2 separate regions of the Mus musculus genome follow, and region 1 is linked to region 2. Evidence: chromatin contacts called from public Hi-C data. All regions are on one chromosome and are shown on one strand. The core of a region is the stretch at or near the end of the contact, and the rest is flanking DNA. Distances in the headings are between cores, read along the strand shown. Region 1 overlaps Gm34923 (a long non-coding RNA gene). Region 2 overlaps Dgkb (diacylglycerol kinase, beta).

Region 1 (2,769 bases), core at 217-2,716, 930 kb after region 2:
TTTCTGGGGAATATGTCACCCACACTACCTACTAAGAAATAAGAACATAGAAGAACATGGCTCTGAAATGTAAGCCTCGAGTTTTTGCTCCCACCATTTAGTCTTTCCAGATATGTGCGACACCTCTCTGTCACTAACAGTGACTTCCTGAGAAGCACTGTAATGAGTGTGAGTGGCACTAGCTATACTGGGAACCCCCAGTATCCACAGAAGACTGCACACAAGTGTGTGTTACTCCATTTCCAAGGAACCTGACATCCTTTTCTGGCCTCTGCACACATGCAACATTCACACACACACACACACACACACACACACACACACACACTTGGCGGGGAGGGGGGGAAGGGAAGAAGGGAGAGAGGAAGGAAGGAAATTTTAAAAGAACATAAAAACAATAAAGGATTAACCTTAAAATATTTAGCAAAAAAAAAAAACCTGACATTTTAGGGAAGTTTTGTGAAGATTAGAAAAAAACAAAAACAAAAACAAAACAGTCTAATATGAGAGTGAAGGCTTAAGTTTCTGAGACCCATTCCCATGAGTGTGCACATATAAGGTCTTGAGAGAATAAAGTTTAACTTTGGTTTTTACATGGTCTATGTCATGGTAGGAAACTGAATTTTCAAGCATCCTGAATGAATACTTAGTCAATAAATAAGTTGTTTTGTAGGCTTTATACAGAACACTGGAAATACAGTGAGAAAGTTAAAAAAAAAAAAAGTTACAGGTTTCCATACAGTTGGTGCACATTGTCTGCTCTGGCACCTAAGGACATCCCTATGTATGCTCTCACTGACCCTGTGCACAGATATTCTGGACCACAATATTACACACAAGTGCTACAACACACAGATCGCATTTCTACCACAGGACAGTTTCCAAACCTGAATACTCTGCAAACGAAAGTCACAATATATGAAAGCATAATCTTTCTGGTTCTATCTGATAGATCTGTGTTAAAATAAAATGACAAATAATCTTACCACATGATTTTGACACATGAAAGTCATAGATTTTTTTTTTTTTTTTTGTAATTTAGCAACAACAAATAATACTAGGTGCTATCTTTTTGCAGAACTCATCAGACATTTAGGAACATTTAGCCTAATGCAATTCTGCTTTTCTCTATGATATTACATCTGTAAAGTTACTAAGTTCTTAACAACAACAACAAAAATTAAGCAAAATCTGAATAGAAAAAAATAACATATACTAGAATATAGGTAAAAAATATGAAACCTTTATAATTAAATATCATTTGAAACAATTGATAACTTCAAGGCTTTTTTTTAGTACAGAGGCTTTTTGGTGGCATTTAATAAAGAGAAAAACCAAGGGAAACAACACACGACTACTGGTATAGTTGAGACGCTTAAGCAACTTTGACTGTGGTGCATACATATGGTGTTATGCTTTGAGGAACACTGAATTATCTTGGCAGGAGTTACTTTTCCATTCTTGGACAATAACACTGGAACAACTTCCCAAAACATGCAGCATCTCCTGGCACGCACACCCCGTCCGTCTGCCCATTTGTTCACAGAGATTCTTTCTCTTTTCCTGCAGAAATGAGTTGCCCGTGTAGAGATGAAAACAGTGGACCAACAGAACCAGAATTAGGGCTTGCAAGAGCATCCTCCATTTAGGTCGACTGCATCTCTGTCATCGACTGACAAGTTTTTTACATGATTTCTAAAACCTCTGCCAGTACAATGCTCTTGTCACACTTACATTTCTCTAATTTTCCATAACTGATCAAAAATTGGTAAAACTTCATCCATGAAGGTTAGGGAATGTTATCTCAGTGCCATTTAAAATACTTTGAACAGTGCTTTCCTTCACAACTGCCATTAAAATAGCATGGGCCTACAAGAGTTCGATCCCACCCTTCTCATTCTGGGCACTGTGTTAATTTCCCCCCATTCAGCTATTCCAATATAACAAATGGGCTTTATCTCCTTGGATCAGCTCCTTCCTCTAATGCAGACAACTTAATGGATTTTAGGTCTAAATAGAGTATGGCTCGTTTCTGAGTATTAATTTCAACTTTAGTTATTGTAGAAATTATGTCCTCTCATGACGTGAACGACGCTGACCACTAAAACAGAGTGGCCTAATATATAACCCAAATTAGCAAATTTTGCCTAGGCAGCAAAGTTTAGTTGGCTCTAGTTTCCCTCTTGACAGGTCATTTTCAAAGCAAGTTCCCCATCTACTGGCAGGTCCCCATCATGGTTCTATCTTCCCATTGCTAATTTACTATATGCATTCGAGTAATATCTTTAAAAACAGTTAATTTTCTCTTCTCATCCCACTCTATGTCATGGATGCATGTCAGGTTTATTTTCTCTGTTAATGTATGAATTTGACACCTTCAAATAGTCAAAAGAGAATTCACTTTTGATTGTTGTTGGAATAAAAACAAAGGAGAATACTGGACATAAAAAGCTGCCTGTAAATTATAAACATGTTGTTAGTAACATACAAAGGGAGGCAAAAATTGCTTGCACAGGTTCCCTTTATTGTAGAACTGTACCAAGGAACATAATGGGTTTCCCTGTACTTAAAGCCATTTGTAGGGTGTAGGCCCTCATTCATGTTTCTCATCCAGTATTTGAAGATGGCCTCAGGGTGATATTTCTCACCTAGATGTACCATTTGATTAGGATCATCTTAGCCTCCTTTTCTACCCACTGTTACCACTAAAATATCCTCTTACAGTTGTCCCAGTGGTTCCTCTCTTGTTTTCTACTAATGCATAGGTCC
Region 2 (2,700 bases), core at 61-2,560:
GATGCTGGAAACTCATCTCAGCCTCCCTTAAGAACAGTATGCACTCTTAAACACTGAGCCATCTTTCTAGACCTTTCTGGTTACTTTTGATTTCAGTTACATTTTTTTTTCTTTTCTACTGGGTGCTTTTGTTACACAGTTTGGCTTTTGCTCATAGTTATGTGTAGACTCTTGAGAAATGTTTTAAAATATGAACATTTAGCTACTCTAAATGCTTCAGAAAAGAAGGTAGTCAAAAAGAATTGTTCTAAGTTTGAGTTAAGCTGTTTCCATAGTGCTATGTGTGTATGAAGACGTGGGGCATAGGCCTTGCACAGTGGCCATTTCTAGACAGAAGCTCATCTGGCTCAAGAAGAAAGTATTCTATAAAGTACAGAGTATAATGGACTATGGGTCAGAAAATCTGCACTGTAGCTCTGGGTACCAAACAGCACACCATTTCTAGTGTCCTTTTATAGCACATATGGATGCCATCTTTCTTATTTTTCAAATGAGTTTCTTATTGTTGTTGTTGTTGTTTATTTTCTGTTTGTTTGAAGAGGTGCTTTCTTATTGTACATCTTGTTTTATTTTGGTTTTGAAGATATTCTCACTAAATAATTCTAACTGGCCTGGAGTTCACTGTATAAACTGAGCTGGATTGGAATCCTCAGAGATCTGCATACCTTTGCCTCCAAGGAACTAGGATTAATATCATGAGCCACGTAACTACAAAATCTCTTTCTTAACAGGAGCTATCAGTTGCAGGAAGTAGATTTAAAAGTTTATGATTTTATGTAAATTTTAAAAGGTAGAAGTTTTATCCTCAACCATCACAAACCTGTATTCCAACTTCACAACTTTCATATGTTTGATTCAGTTCACGGAACTAGAAACCGATGAATATCTTCAGAGTTACCTCAAAATTTTTGACTTGGACATAGTGATATCTAAAATTTAGTTTCATATATGTATGTATCAATATCATAGAAAATAATGACTATTCTCCTTATAAAAATCTGGATTTGTAATCTTTCTTTAAGAAAAATTCCCATAAGACTAAAATTTTAAAACGGAAGCTATGAATGCCAGTAAAAATAGTTCATCGTTAAAGCTGTGTATAACTGTTTTCCTTTTAAGAAATAGATATTAAACCCACTTTTTTCTTTATCCATTTGTGTTTTTCACATTTTAAACCTAAATAATGTGCATGCCTTTAAAAACTCTTAGAGTTAGAAGGAGCAAAAATATCTATTTTTCTTTCATATAATCCTCTTAACATGAACATGCCAGATGGTGCTTCATATCAGGTCAGAAATAATGAAGGAATCTGGCTTTAAATCTAAGAATCAGGGTGTTGGGGGAGGACTGAGTAACTAAAGATTACATATTTATAATAGCATTTCCCCCGAAACCCAGCCATTTGTATGAATTTCTGATGTGCTTCTGTCTGAGCCTGTGGATTTATTTTTACTTATTTCATCTCTATTATATCCTCATCTTGGGATTCTGAAAGGTTGTTTATGATGTGCTTGGTATTTTTTTTTCAGTTCTTAGGTAACCCTGGCTGAGTAACCATCCATCCTGCAGATCTTTCAAACTGCAGCAGATCAAGTAGCAACTCCTAGAAAAGGAGAAAGGAAAAGTCTATCAACTGTAGAAGAGACCAGTGTTTGCAAATTGGTTTTAGGCAAACTAATTATAAGGCTGAAAATCTGAGTTTTTTTTTTCCTAAGAAATAAATTTCTTCTTTGAAACAAAATAGTATAATTTATAGTCATAATCATTTATTATATTTAAAGAATAAATTTAGATTTTTTCTTACAGAGAAAGCAAAGATTTGAACATTAATTAATCCGATAATTTATTCTTATTATATCCATTCCTAAGTATTCTCACTTCCTCTCTAATAGATCACATGATAGTTTTACTTACTTAACTGATTAAAATATTTGAGAATATTCTGTTGGTTGGTCTCTTTATAATTTCTATATACAGTGATAATCTTGTACCATTTCCCTGAGTGGATCTAAGCTATAGGAAAAGGGATAGATACGCCCTGAATATATATAGAAAAAAATTTAAAACCCTCTTATTGGTTCTTTGTGAATTTCACACCACGACGCAATCCTGTTCATTTCCCTTTCTGCAGTACCTGCCCTCCATGTTTGTATCCTCTGCCTCAACAGTGGGGGCTAGGGTGGGGGGAATCTCCTTGTGGAAGTTGTAGTGTGGCACAGTGTGTTACACAGTATACCCTTTTGTCCACCCTTCTTTGCTTGCAAATGTTCATTGCAATAACTCCTTGGTCTGGCAAGAGGTCTTTGGTTTCTGCTACTCTATCAATATTGGAATCTCACTTGGACTCTTCTTGAATACGCTGTTGTTGAGCTGTGTCATGGAGATCCTGTAGTTTTGGATCTGTAGGATTGGCTCCTTCATGTATTCTAGCAGTTCATTGGTGGGGGTAGATGTTGAGATGGGAAAATTCAAAGCCCTCTGAGCCCCAGAGATATCTGAGTTAGTCAGCCTGCAACTCTCTTAACTCTCATGCCCTTGGCATCATCTCACCAGCAATCACCACAACCAGGACCTATTCTACCCTGCTGCCCAGGTGAGAGACAGGGCCCACTTTCACTGTTGCAGTTGGTGACAGACACAACCACTTCTCCCACATGCATGACCGCAGGGCCAGCACTGCTATCTGCCATAGATGGCAAA

What was found. A called contact is a pair of places that touch in the nucleus more often than the background predicts.
Region 1: a contact with region 2 is called in a Hi-C map of cerebellar granule neurons, with 4 times the contacts expected there. The contact joins two enhancer-like sites.

The regions. Positions count from the first base shown.
Region 1 is chr12:39,491,830-39,494,598 of GRCm38.p6, forward strand. All of the region lies in intron 2 of Gm34923 (a long non-coding RNA gene), which reads right to left. Among named protein-coding and RNA genes, the nearest start is that of Gm24069, 32 kb to the left of the region's middle. Within about 2 kb of position 1,467, at least 4 of the 459 cell types and tissues checked have an H3K27ac peak or open chromatin away from gene starts, as enhancers often do. A contact at or near this core is called in cerebellar granule neurons, where this site is marked.
Region 2 is chr12:38,563,146-38,565,845 of GRCm38.p6, forward strand. The region is part of intron 23 of Dgkb (diacylglycerol kinase, beta); the gene reads left to right. The region is part of intron 4 of 4930428E07Rik (RIKEN cDNA 4930428E07 gene); the gene reads right to left. Among named protein-coding and RNA genes, the nearest start is that of 4930428E07Rik, 50 kb to the right of the region's middle. Within about 2 kb of position 1,311, at least 1 of the 459 cell types and tissues checked has an H3K27ac peak or open chromatin away from gene starts, as enhancers often do. A contact at or near this core is called in cerebellar granule neurons, where this site is marked.